Linked DNA regions of Drosophila melanogaster: region 2 is linked to region 1. The links are chromatin contacts, called in public Micro-C maps. All regions are on one chromosome and are shown on one strand. The core of a region is the stretch at or near the end of the contact, and the rest is flanking DNA. Distances in the headings are between cores, read along the strand shown.

Region 1 (7,545 bases), core at 2,969-5,468:
AAGAATAAATAGCATCATTCAAACACAATTGTCACCAAGTGAACAAATCTTCGAATTTGTCACTATAAAGAATTTTAAAGAAAAGGGCAATAAAATACTAAAAAATTTAAAAATAGCGCTATTAAACAAGGTGACTAAGATAGATAAAAATGATAAGGTTCAAATAAAAGCAATACTGTCTAAATATCATGATGATCCATCAGAAGGAGGCCATTCAGGAATTTCTAGAACCCTGAGGAAAATAAAAAACTATTATTATTGGCCACAAATGACAAAGGCAATAAGTAAATATGTTAAAACATGTTTAAAATGTCAACAAGCCAAGACTACAAAACATACTAAAACACCGTTGACAATAACAGAAACGCCAGCAACAGCATTTGATAAAGTTTTGATAGATACCATTGGTCCACTGCCAAGATCAGAAAACGGAAATGAGTATGCTGTTACTATCATTTGCGATTTAACAAAATATTTGGTAACGGTACCAATTCCAAATAAAAGTGCAAAATCAGTTGCTAAGGCTATATTCGAAAATTTTATTCTAAAGTACGGTCCAATGAAAACAATCATAACGGACATGGGAACGGAATATAAAAACCAAATTATAGACGACCTATGCAAATATATGAAGATAAAAAACATTACTTCAACAGCACACCATCACCAGACATTAGGAACAATAGAACGAAGTCACAGAACTTTTAACGAGTATGTTCGCTCATATATATCTGTTGACAAAACCGATTGGGATATATGGATACAATATTTTACTTATTGTTTCAACACAACACCATCGGTAGTTCATGAATATTGTCCATATGAATTAGTATTTGGAAGATTACCAAGACAGTTCATAGATTTTAACAGGATAGACAGAATAGATCCTATTTACAACATGGATGACTATTCAAAAGAAGTTAAGCTACGATTAGAAATAGCATATAGAAGAGCTAAAAATATGTTAGACAAGGCAAAAGCCGATAGAAAGATAAAATATGATAGAAATATTAGTAACTTTGAATTAAAGATAGGAGATAAGATATTACTTAAAAACGAAACGGGTCATAAACTTGACAATAATTATTTAGGACCATATTTAGTTTCAGAAATAGGAGATAATGACAACATTACAATTATAGGAAATAAAAATAAAAAACAGATAGTCCATAAAGATAGGTTAAAAATTTTTAATTCATAATACATTTTGTTTGGTTGGCCAACCACAAATAAAAAACCACAAATAAAAAACCACAAATAAAAAACCACAAATAAAAAACCACAAATAAAATAAAAACCAATAAAAACATTATAATACAAAACTTTTACTTTGCAAAATATAATGAAAATATATATTTTTTTTTAATATCTCTTTAATCATTCATTTCAAATATTAATGTACATTTAAAAAAAAAAAAATTATTATATACTTGAAAATAACTTCATGTTATTACGTTATTTTTCAAAAGGAGGGAGATGTAGTATATACGAACATAATAACAATAATAATAACAATAATAATAATAATATTAATAATAATTATAATATGAATCATAATAATAAGTCAACTAATAAGTAAACTTAGGACCACCCTAATTCCTTAGGGTCACCCTAGTAGATCTTTAGATACACCCTAATACTAAATATGCGAATTCAGCATGTACGCCTTTAGGGGTCGCACTCGACTCCCATTGGTTATCGAGTATGAACTTCATACTTACATATTGCAGAATTTGCTAGTGTCAGCACTTGGCTGTCACAAGAGATCTGCCTGTAGACCACACTAAGATCAGTTATAAATCAGGAATAGATCTGGAATGTACACTCGCTTAATAAAAACCAAATAAAGATAAAATGACCAACTGCGTTTTGAGACTTTATTAACTACATCAGAAGTAATTGGAATTCTAATTAACTACAGCATCTCACAACCATATTTCGCTAGTACCATGAAGTGAGTATATTATTTTATTGAAGTGTATACTTAATAGTATAACCATTTCACTTCGAAAGAGTATTTAACAAAAACAATTATCTTTTAAATTGCTTTTAATGAGTTTCATTCGAACGGATCGCTTTTTTCCAGCATCGCAGCATGTCAGGTGGATTTTGGTTTTGTGGCCATGTTGCGCAGGACATCCGTAGGGAGATAAGCCCATTTAAAATGCATCCCATTGCCAAGTGACCCCGGGCAAGGGTCAGGGGTCACTAAGCCGGGCCTTGAGCTACGTGATGCTGTTCCAGCTCGCTCGTAAAATCTGTGCACACATAAAACTTAAGCAAACACACAGCTTGAGCTGCTTTATTTTCGGGTGAGCTGTGCGTGTGTGTGTGTGTGTTTCCTTTAGCCCCGATTCTTTTGGTTATAAAACTTCCAGTCGAAATAAAAGGGTCAACATTGTGATTTTATGTGTGCGGAGCAGCAGCAGGAGCAGCAGGAGCAGCAGAAGTAGCAGAAGCAGCGTTTCCGTTTCCGCTCCTGGCCTGCCGAACTACAACTTACTTAGCGCACACACAAAGTGAAGTGTAACATGATATGTTGACATGTGTGGGTGCGTAATTCAATAGCTAGCTTGAGTATTTGAAGTGCTGTGGTGCGTAAAGATGTGGAGTCCGAAAGCCCAACCAGCGAACTACCCCAACACCCAACCACCAACCCACTCGACCATCTTTCAACTTGGCTCTTAGTGTCAGTCATGGTGGATTAAGCAATCGAAATTGGATTAGACGGAGTCTTCCCACTCAGTCCGTCCAGCAGCTTCAATTTGCATGTGTCGGTAATCCCGCTATCTCAGCCAACCAACTGACATGTCATTCCGCAGGCTTATAGCCAAGTAACCCCGCCCCTCACAAGTGCAAGTCCAAGTCCTTCGGCAACTGCACTTTGCTGGCCCTGAGGTAAACAGAAAGCTCTCTTGCAGCTGGCAAATAAATTAATGTTGCCTCCTGAGTTCGAGTTCAATAAATTATGGACCTGCACGAAAACACGCCACTCAGCGAAAGAATGGGTAAGATTTCACTTTTAAGCAATTTCCACAGATATCTTAATATTTCCAAATGGCTTACAAGTGCGCAGTAAAATAAACTCCCTTTTTGGCGATTTTAAAATGTATTGTATTACTTGATTGTAAAACTTTAGAGTGCATATTTTGTACATGTGCTCCATTCATCGATTTGTCTTCGCATGGATAACAAGTGTAAGGAACATAAATACCATTCAAGATGTTGCCAAGCGACCGCAGGAATAAAAGTAAAAGAAGTTAGTAAAGTTGCGCACTTCGATTTGGCCAGAGGTAACTGAAGCAGCCGCAGAACACGGCCAAGTATCGAGAAAGCGTTTAAAAAGTTCACGAACGAAAACATTTAACATTTGGCCAGGCCAAAAATAAAAGGCACAAAAACTTTCCCAAAACTTGGCCACAAGAGAGCAAACATTAGGTTAGACAATGGATTGCCAATTCAAGTAACCGATCCGGTTGATTGTGGAACGTCAGGTTGAAAAACACGAGTTAGTGACACTACAAAGTGGTGAGATACTTTGTTAGATTCCAAAAGGATTCCATTAAACGAACTACCATACTTTGAAATAAGAAAATGTCAAGCTTTAAACTTGTTGCTCTTTGCAAGCACACCATGTGCTAAATAGTAAACTCAGCCACAAGGAGAAATTTTCACACACGGTTTCCTTATCAAAACCCGCCCAACATTTGGTCCTCGTGAATATGGTTTTCAGCTGTTTCCCAGCATTTTGCTAATTGGCGCAGAGACAAAAAGCTTGCGGATATCTTACACTGAGAACACACAGAATTTCATTAATTTAAGAGTCGACCATGCGACTGCACTTAATCCACACGGCACATTTTATAAATGAATTAAAATTCCCAGCAAACATTTAAACTTGCCAAAGCGGCCGACAAAAAGTCGCATTGGGTGAGGGGTGGGGATCTGAGCGAACATTTTTGGTAGGAATATAAAATTTAAGCCACTACTTAAAAGTTTCGCCTTTGCATCGCAAAGTTAGCCCGGCATCAAAACTCAAACTCGCAGTGACCTCAAAAATTGCTGGCCAAGGGCCGAGCCGAGGTGTGTTTGTGCCAGTCCTAAATGCTGCTGACCCCAAGGCAAAGTTAGAAGACTCAATAAAATTTTCAAATTGATTTCGCTAATTTGTTGTGTGAACTTTTGCTACTGGCCTAGACGATTTTTCTGCATCCACACATTCGACTCGATCCACGCCCACAATCGTAAGTATTTTCCACAGACAAATAGCAGGAAAAAACCACTGCCAGACGTTTGACAACGCAGCTGAGTAAGCACAGATATCAGTTACCATGGGATGTTTCAGGGTCCTAGATAAAACTCCCTTGCCACCGCCCCACGTCCACCCATCAAGTAGATGAGCTCCCATTTACATGGCACGCTTCTAAATTCTTTTAGGTGTTATGCTGGCCATATGAGCCCGGCTAATTAAAGCAATGCGATGGTGGAGTGCTGTTAACATGACAAGCAATTTGTTGCGCAGGATAATGTGGGGCAGTGTGGAAGCTGAGTTGCAAGAATATGTGGCACTCGAGTATGTGTTGTCACAATCTAAAGGCATTATTTGATAAAGCCACCAACACTTTCAGGGGCTTGAATACCCAACCTTTTTTGGATTTAAAGAAACCCTTTGGTTATTAAAATATCCAACCTTGAGATATTTTATTCTAAAAGTATGCAGCATGTTTACCAAGCACAGAAAACACAAAATCTTAAATTGAAAAAAAAGTATTTTAAATAATTTAATTGTATGTATTACTGTTCGCTTTATTTAAAAAACGTGGAAGTTGTGTTAGTTCCACAGAAGCCGCGTTCCCCAATTCTTCTAGCCACTTGCAACATGTTCGATGACACAGGTCCTGTTCAGCGCTCCCATAAAATTTCCCTTCGAACAGTTTCAGGACACTGTTACGTTGAGCCAAAAACAGTCGAACCTCGCTTAACATGCCTTCGAAGTTGGCACTCCACTTCAGTTCGTCGTGGATTCTGTAAGTGTGCGGTTCTGAGATCGGATTTATCAGTGCGGCCACAGATTTGGGCATTTAAAAGAAACCAACAAATAATAGTTAAATAATCAAGTGATAAGAGAAATATCAACAAATATTTGAAATAGTAAAAAAAAAGTAATGTGCGAATAGCTCACAGAGCGAGATCTGATTAAATTGTTAACCCTTGAATACTTAGTTACCAAATCCCTCCCTCCATTTTTCTAATGGATAGATAGTTGATCGGACAATACCACACCCATCCATTGGATTCAGCGCTCTTGTAATTCAGAGGAAGCAATTGGAGCAGCGATTTCTTAGCCAAAAAATCAATAAATATGAATTTAAATTGCTGAAACTGAAACTGTGCTTCGGGGGGCATCAATAAGCAATATCGCATATGGTTCCAGCCGACTGGCTGCCCCAGTAAGTATGCAACGTTCGATTAACTTGTAATTTCAGCCTCTCCCAATCACACACACACACACGCACGCATAAATGGCGAGGCATTTCACTCGCTTAAAATTCATGCGATAAAAAGGAGCAAAAAGAAGCAAAAATTGGCAAACGCAGCAATGCGTCGCTTCGCAAAAATCATGCATAATTTATGTGTTCCCGTAACCGTTACTGTTACTGTTACATTGCCGGTTAATGTCGATAATGTCCGGGTGCCTCATTGCCTCCGATATGCCAATATATGCGCGCGTCAATATACATATGTATGCGGTGGCCATTTGGCCAACAGTTTGTTCACCGTTTTCGGGCCGGTTGGAGGCCTTTATTAACCCGCCTCTGCGTGCGCCATTGCAGTTGGCTTAAACTGCTCATTTCCGGACTCGGACAGCGACTGCCATTTACTTATGCCTGTTTAACAATAATGCATTCTCGATTAATGCCACCCACGAAGCTCTGGCTGGCGGGAAAATCCTTGGCTTCAACTGCAATCGCGTAATGGAGAATCATTAATTGATGGAATATCTGGCACGCATCCGAGCAGATACATCCTGTAATTAAGTTTCCCCACTGCGAGAGCTCAGAAATGTCCCTGCCTCCTTTATGGTATTGCCAATACATCAGCAGAGTGGAAGAATTCCTGTTGATATGGAAGAAATATCGAAGGTATCCCATTTATATCGAATCGATCCAAGTCCATCCAATTCGTATCAGCTATAATTCGGCTCGTCGCAAAAATTTCCACCAACTCTCAGCTGCATTTGCATAAGCAGAACCCAAGGAAAATGCCATCGGAAAACCCTATCGTCAATTTGTCAATTGTCTTGGCAGTGCAGTTGCCAACATTTCGGCGAAAAAGATTGATGATGATGCCAAAATACTTTTAGACTTTGAGCCGATTTCCCTGACTTTTTTTCGTCAGCTGCCATAAAAATGTGAAGAGCAGATAAAAAATCAAAAAAAAAAATGAGAGCGAGAATAATTTGCATGGATTAGGTTTATTGCGGTTGCCTGGTGGATGCGGTGATTGCAATAAATTGCCTGATAAAACAATTCAAAAGTCATTAAATTGGCTTTCTTGTCGCTGGCATTGCATTAATTTTGGACATCGCCAGAATTTAGGGCGCTGACCCAAATGCATTTTTTATGCTCCGCCATCGAAAGTCGAAGTAATTTAATTTCGGTTTTCCTCCTGCGCCACTTTTATGACACACAAAGCCATGGCGTTGACAGTTTTCTTGTCGTTTTTTTATTTCAGTTTTTTTTTTTCGCTTTGAGGCTTTTCTCACATTTAAGCTGTTCCTAGTGAAAATCGGCAGACAGGCGGAAAAGTTGTGAGTCGAGTTGGAAAACGAAGGGAAGGAAAAATCAAGTGAAAAGCGCTTTTTTAACTTTGCCTTCGTTAAAACCTTACAAATGGCGCCAAGTTTACAAGCCCAGAGACAATGTCAATGTAATTTGAAGGCAGCTTTTATTAGCACACGTTTCTGTCCGCAGACAAAAGCGTGAAAAATGCTAATTAAATCTAATGTAAATACTGAATGCCCTTCGAGGAACAAAAGAAAATTCTTCTGAACAGCAAGGAAAATAGCTGAAAAGTTCCTTCATATTCAAGCACTTTGAGATCCAAATTACTTTTGTGGAGAAACTTCTACTAAATGAATTATAAAGTGCTCGGCTGAGAACTAATTCAATAGAAAAATTGTTATTTTTACTACTTGGCCTTAAAAAATGTTGTGAGCGTCAAGTGTTAAATATAGTTAATTTTTAAATAACATAGGACCATTTTTTTTAATTTTTTGAAATATATAAGTTTAGTAGCATAAATAAGCACAAAAATTGTTTTGTAAATAAAAAGTTAATATATCAAATTCTACTGTTATGGGATTCCCTTTTTTAAAAGTGATAATTAATAACTTTTATTTACTTAAGCTATTTTCTTACAGCTGTTGAGTAAAAAAGAGTGGCAAAATCAATTTTATACAGCAATTATGTAAGCCTATCAAAATCGCATATATTCCGTAACAAAAAACTATCATTACAAATCAAAAGTTGTAAGTAAATAGAT
Region 2 (7,545 bases), core at 2,099-4,598, 33 kb before region 1:
CATAAATATGAAACGAGTTGGCGGAGGGGAAAAAATATATTTGCGATCTGAGTGGATATTTGCTGGCGCAACGTGAGCAACTAGACAAATAAGCTGGTTATGAAAACACAGATGTAGACTGCCACCGAAACGCATTTATATTCAGAGTCCTCGCACTCCGCTGAACTCACATATCGATACGATGCCATTTGTTGTGCGTCCGTGCTCCGATTGATTTTGGGTTTTGTTTTTATGCCCGACGTCTGACAATGCGCGCAGCATTCACACGCTCGATTAACCTCCGAGGATAATACTCATAATCGGAGCAGGGGCCAAAAGGACACGTCCTTAAAAACAACAATCAAAAGAAGCGCATATATTGTATCGCACAAATATTTAATGTGCGTAATGAGATTGCCTGGCATAAGCATCCTTGAGTCCTGAAGTACCTGCACTTTAAAATGTATCTTTAATACTATCTGACCGACTTGGCACATTCATTTATGTGGAGTATATCATTTATCACAATATGTCAAGCTGTCGCTGAAAAACGCCGCACATTCGACAATTTTTTGGGCTGCAGGACTCGAAGTGGAATGGGGAAAACAACTCCATCACAGTCGAAAACAAAACTTTAAAATGCAAATGCACTTTCTGAGCGATGCATATAATTATGACTGCTCGCCGCTCAAATCGTAATTTAAAATCGTTGGATCGCTCAACTGAGGCGGAATAAATAGAGATATGTGTATGTACGTGCACATAAATGGGAAGTGGGGGCCGAAATATGGACCAATCAACGCCATCATCAATTTTCAAAGAGTATAGACATGGAGCCCCTATCCATTTATCCGACACCTCGAATGTGTGCGTTTCCGCATGCGAAAACAAACAGTGTTTGCCGGAATGAAACTGAGTAAAAAAAATAAAATCAAACATCAAAACCAATATATCTAGGTAATTCCACTTGCCTCGAGCGGAGAATTTAGTGCGTTCACTGCAAATGGCATTCGAAATTATGATGCACCGAGCAGCCAATGCTGGCCATAGTTTAATAGTTTCAGTTGATTGAACTTACAAGTATTGCACATTGATTTGATTAAAATTAATTAAGCGCACTGGCAAGTAGTTCAAGACGTTTTTTTTTACCACTGCAGACAATAGGCAAACTTTAAGATTTAGTTTAAAACACACGTTGATTGTTATGAAAATCTCACTACCGTAATTGGCAGTGGTTTCCGGAGCAGCTTTGCACAGCAGCAATTAAAATTCTATTACCATTCTAACGTCCTTACTTTAACCTAGGAATTTATAAAGTTTGCAAAGCTAAAGATAAACAAAACATTTTACTGAGCTGCAGAGGACTTCTCACGACTTAAAGCTATCTAAAAAGGTTGAGTTTCGACACAAAGCTGAATATTGAAATACACTCTTTACTGCATACTTTTCGACTAAATAATTACAAAACCTCGTGGATTTAAGTAATTTATATTCTATATTCTCTATTCTAACATGCAGCCGAGAAAACTCTCGCACACTCTGATACCCTGGCATAAATATTCATGCGACCAATAGTTTTTGTCAAGTTGTGCAGGAGTGTGAAAAATTTATGAATAATTCCAGGCCAACAAGACAGAGCGGATATTTGATCAGAATGAAAGGACTAATTTCGCTCAGGGCGAAAGCTTTCAACCTTCCGACATTGTCTTGCTTAAATTGTGTTTATTGGTTTTGAAACAAATTGATTGCCTGACTGGCGTTTCGGAATAATGGAAAATCTTGACTGGGCAATAAGGCCAACCGGCTCAAGCAGAGAGCACACAGAAGTACCATTCTTTCAGCCATAGATTTGTGCCATTTTCCCAGCAAATATCACTGGGATTCGGTGCCAGGAGGAGCAGGAGAAACACACACAGTGGCCCCAGTTAGGCTCTGCATAAACACTTGTTTAGCCCGAAGTGCATTTGTTTGCCATGCCGATACCAGTGGAAAAACTCAGTGGGGGAAAGCAGGAGGAAAGCGGATGGAGCTTTTCCAGCCAGACAAAGTTAGTGACATGCTCGCTTTTATTTATTTCTTCTGGCGAGCCGGAGGACTCGCACCCCAAACTGAAAATCCAAACCCAAATTCGAGCTCGGAACTCTCGAACTTTGCTCGGTCAGCGGCAGTCGAAATGTTCATTAAAATGCAATTGAACTTTTGCCCCGACGCATGACGAGCTGCAGCGCCAGTTGCATTCGAGTTTCAATTACTCGAATGCCACCTGGGGAAATGGGACAAAATCGCATTAAAGTCAGCTCCGGATGAATGATGATTTTGTGGCCATTTTGATGCTGCTGCAGCGCCGTAAAAAAGTTTGCAGCTCGCTGGCCAATTCGCCGGCGTTTCAATTTCTTTCTTTCGTTCGAAAACTTTGCCCCGGCTTGTCTTAATGACTTTGAAATTGTTGGTCATGTGTTGCTGTGGCCGTGGAGCACCTCGACGTGGCCAGGATGCCACAGGAATCTCAACCGCAACAGGCACGTTTACTCCTTGGCTGCCAGTGCATCCACTGCACCACAATGATCTCAATTTACGTGATGGCCGCCCTTCAATGCTCTTGATTGCAACCGAGTTTTCTTTAACTTTTCCGCCAACCAATCGACATTAGGCAGCTGCCAGCCAGTCGATCGGTTCTGCCCAATTTTCTAGCCAAATCTGACTATTTGAAAAGCCCTTTATGATATATTTTATAAATAGTAAAACTTTTATTATGTTTTTTTTAAACCTATAAGTAATAGTTGCAATAGTTGTTGTAGACACTTTTATATCCTATTTCCAAACCTTGGTTTTTTCTGTTGTTTCACAGATTTAGCGAGTTTTTGTAATCCTATGTGGTCAGCACCACAGGTGATAGATACCTGAGTGAGTGGGTGGGTGAATGGGAAAGCTTTTAGCGACTCCAGTGACGAGGATTGAGGCCGAAACGTTAGATGGCGTTGGCTGCCGGCCATGTGTCAAGTATTACGCATACGCAACGTGTGACACGGTCGAGCAGAAAGCCATCAAATCATAATTGAGGCGCCCCGGCTGTCCATCAATAAAGTCAACCAAGAGAGTGACGATGACGATGACGATCGACCAAATGACAGGTGAAACCCGAACGGATCCGGATAAGTGCAGTAATAAAAGTGAGAAATTATTGATGCACTTTACCGGAGTGGGTTAAAAAACAGTGTGAGTTACCTGCCACTTAACAAGAGATTCAACTTTAAATGAAAGCAATCAGGTAAGGGTCACTTCGCTTGGGTGAAGACAGAAGCACAAGGGAAGGGTTGTGCATAAATTTCGGTTGATGGGTCTTGAATATCTCAAATGGCTTTATTGAAGGTCTTTACCTAATTACGTACTGGTATTGTAGGCTGTTCTTCCACAACAGCTGTCACAATTATTTGACACTCAACTGCTAAATTGAAGGGAATTCCTTTGAACCCACAACAAAATGAGACAAGTGTTTCGTTATTGTCACAGTATTATTTACCCACTCCGGGGTCTTTGTTTAAGGCTACACAAAACAAATACTCCGTGACACGTTATGTAATTCATATTTTTTCATCACAGCGCCGTTTTTATGCCACGTTGTTTGGCCAACGCGGCCATTAATATAAATATTCAAGTGCTTACACAGAGTGGCATGTCATCAGAAATTTAATTAAAAATGCTGGAGAATTCTTAAATCCGTGCATGTTTCTAACATCTTTTGCTGCTGCTCCTTGCAGCTACTTTTCGTGCTCGAAAAGATGCACATGCAAATCTCGGAAAGTGTCAAAGAAAACGCTGAAAGGACTGAAAGTCTAAAAGGAAACACAAAACTTAATTGGCAGGAAAACTAGCAGGCTAGCACGTCAAAGAACAAGATAAGCTGGACAAAAAAGGCCAACGAATTTAGGGTTTTCCTTACAGAACAAGGAACTCAAAAGCTGCGACAGTTTTGGGTAATCTGGCACTCGCTTAATATCAAACCGAAAATTGTTATGAAAATGGCAGTTGCAAAAAGATGGTTACAAAAAATAGTGACCCAAAATGGTAAAAAACAAAAAACATGGAAAAACACGAAATGAGAGCAGCGACAGAGTTGTCAACTTTTGCGCACACATAACCGGCGGCTAAAATCACACAAACAGATGGGTACATGTGTGCTCCTAATACGAACATTGGGCGAGGACACGTAATCAGGATTAAAACATAAATTTTAATTAAAATCCCAGCCACAGTCTTGGCGCTCTTGCTTGTCAAATTTGGAGGGGAAATAAGCGTTTGCCGAACTAGAAATTGTGATGTGGTGGGGGGGTGGGAATTCATTTACATAAAATGTACATTTTGATTACAATTATGAAGACAAGATTACGACGGTTATATTTTCACAGCGATTACAAAAATAAATAAGCCCGAATTAATGCCAAAATCCGTGGCAGATATGTAGCAAAAGAATGCCCGAAACCAGACGGACCAATATTATGATTGCGTCCTCTCCCAGACGCCTCGCCCCCAATGTTTCCATGAACAGACACTCCATAAATATTGGTCTACTTTCGGGGCAAAACCAATACAGCCTACCGTCCAGACAGTCGTCGATTTAATTCGATTTATGGAATAAGAAGATCTTAATGTAAACACTCTGGCGAATGCAAATTAGAACAAATAAATTTGGCAAACAAATTGCAAACAAATTATGGCCACAATAATTCTCGTAATAATGGCAACAAAATCAACTTGCCGAAGGACACGCGTTCAGCTAAAACGAATTTACAAATTGATTGCGCTAATTTCGTGGAGATGGCCATTAAATTTAGATGGAAATGCGGCGAAAGAAAGTTGCGTAAAATAAATGTTCCAAATCGATTTATGGCTGACTGTTACTGAATTTGTAATACTAGAATTTAGCTTGCATTTTTATTTCTAGATAAAAATTTAGAATAATTAGAATATTTATTTTGCCTACGCAAATATCTAAAAATGCTATATTCTCTTGACACACAGTAGACATTTAAAATTCTCGTCCATTGTGGACTCGGAGCAACTTTAATTACAGGACCTCCAGCTGTAACTAAACACCAAACAGTCTGAGCTGAATACCCATTCCGTCCACAGGCGACAGTCATTGCTCTTAACACCTGATTCAAGGATACTGCCACTTAGCCACTTGTTTGTGTAGTCCTCGGACGAAATCCGAACGTGGAGAAGGTGTTTGTGGCGACTGAGTAAACAACGTTATCAGTTACACCTGGGGCTTGGGGCTTCTATGGGGGCTACCATGGCGGTGGACAGTGGGATTCTTTTCGCACAATGGTATATTTAAATTGTATTACATGGAGAGGACCCATTTACTTGTGAAAAGGCCGCTATTTATGTGTGTGAGCGTGCGTGGGTCGTAAGGTATTTCTAATTATGCAAAACCAAGCAGCTCGGCGATGCGTTAATGGGCCAACTGCCACTCACCCTTTTAAGGACAACACGTGCCCCGAAAATTGGGTGAAAAAGGGCAGGTCCTTTACGCCAGCAACTAACCAGTTTGCTCCTTGCAATTAATGTCAAGACTTTAAAGGCCAAGTCCCAACCTCAAGTCATTTGCCAGATTTGTCAAAATGCGTGTTTAATATTTTATGTTTACTTCTAGGACCCCAACTAATGGCTCATCCCAGTAGCTCATACTATTTGCTTGCCACTCAACATGCAACATGTTCGAGGCTGCGGCCACAAGCGAACTTGTTCGATACTTCAGTTGGATTTGCTAAAACTTAAAGGAAGTTGATGGCTTTACAAAACTCGAAATTGTTGGCTGGATTTCCACTTGACCACCAAGCAATTGAAAAATTTTCATTTATAAAAATGCATTGCTGAATTGGATTATGCGCACCCGCACCACGAGTCATAATGAAAAGCACTTGTCACTTTGATTAAGCCCACAAAATCCATCTCGAATCATCTTAAATTTATTTGCAGCTTTGTGAAAAGCCTGGGATATATTTTATTTAACAGTTCATTGCCCTGCCGCCATGCCATGGCATGCCAATCAAATGAATGCCAAGCCTCTGAAAAATTACTTTTCTCATTTGATTAATAACCTGGTGAACAATGCGTGGCCCGAGCTCTGAAGAATTTTGGCCAAAAGTGCTCATAATAGTCCTGGTCTTGCGGTGCTGGCATATTTTGCGGTTGCCAAACGAGTTGGGCGGGTTGAAGGAGCGGCACTTTAATTAGGGAAACACAATTAGAAATTGCCATGAAGGGTCCGCTCGGGGTTTTACGATCAAATCCAAGCTTAAATTCCAAATTAAGATTGGAAAATCCAGGCAAGACCCGCAGAAAATTGTATCTTAAAGGGGGGAAGCGAATGATGGGAACGATGATGATGACGATAAAGTTGCGGACTGGTTGGCAGTCCTTTGGCTTGGCTTTTTCTAGTTCGGCTGCTCCTGCGGGATTTTCCGTAAGGACACGACACTTTACGTGACTTCCTTAACATAAACAATTTGTTTGCAGGTCTTCTACGAATTTCGGCTTAATTCCAGCATAAATGGGCGGGGCAGTCGTGCCTTTGTTTAGTTTATGGCCCGGTTCACCGGACAAGGACAACAACAGACTTCCGGTCCGCTAATGCCGGAGACAAGTGAGGAACTCCGCTTTTCCGGCCGTGGAATGAGTGGAAAAACGAATGCGACCGTTGACAGCTGACGTACAAACATTCTTCCTCCACAATGCCATAACAAGCTGATAAACTTCGGGCTTGGCCACTTGACACTGGTGCTGAGCACGGCGCATAAAACGTTTAAAGCTCTCGAATAAACCCACCGAATTAATACTCCAACTAGTCGGGAACTTGAGTTCACAGAACAACTTCTTTGGCTCACTTCCGAGCAGGCAGCTTCCGCATAAAGATAACATAACAACGGCTAAGTGTGCGAGTATCTTTTGTGCATCCTTGGGCCGCTCCTAACATTTCCTTTTTGGCTGCAATTGCCAGCGCACAGGCGAACGCCATTGCCAGGTCCTTTTGGCCATAAATGAAAATGGTAGTGGCGAGAAGATGGCTAGCTTTTGGTCATGTCAGCGGCATCTGGAATGGAAGCTTCGAAAATGTTTATACTTTTAATAAGTTTCGGCGCAGATATTTTTGGTAATTAACTCTCCTTGAACAATCTGTGCCCGCCAGTTTTTCAACTATAGCTTAGCCATTTATCTCTAAGTGATTTCAAACCCTATATTAAACTCGCATAGTCCAGCCTATAGGCCAGTTGTAATCCAGGTCTTAGCCACTTTTTCTGCAACGCCTTGGTGGCCAACACTGGTGTCAGTGCCAGCGGCAAGGAACTTCGTCCTGCCGCCACTACTTTGGTCCTGCCCTGCAGCCAGTTGTGGTGGTAGTACAACTAACGTCATAATCAAAGTGCCTGAACCTTGAACCAGTCGCACAATAAAAGTAAATGTCCTGGGCAACGGCGAAGGAGCAAGGAGCTGCAAAAACAAAACATGGCTAAACAATGTCCTGGCTAGTCGGGAACAATTGTTTAACTGTGTGATATGCCG

What was found. Hi-C and Micro-C count contacts between places; a contact is called where the count stands out from the background.
Region 2: a contact with region 1 is called in a Micro-C map of syncytial blastoderm embryo. A contact is called at or near these places in 52 of 107 Hi-C or Micro-C datasets (the Clone 8 cell line, the D17-c3 cell line, the Kc167 cell line and 22 more).

The regions. Positions count from the first base shown.
Region 1 is chr2L:3,197,169-3,204,713 of dm6, reverse strand. CG34393 reads left to right here and starts at 4,218. Exons shown (of 13, transcript NM_001298649.1): 1 at 4,218-4,244.
Region 2 is chr2L:3,229,609-3,237,153 of dm6, reverse strand. No RefSeq gene overlaps it. Among named protein-coding and RNA genes, the nearest start is that of lncRNA:CR45336, 23 kb to the right of the region's middle.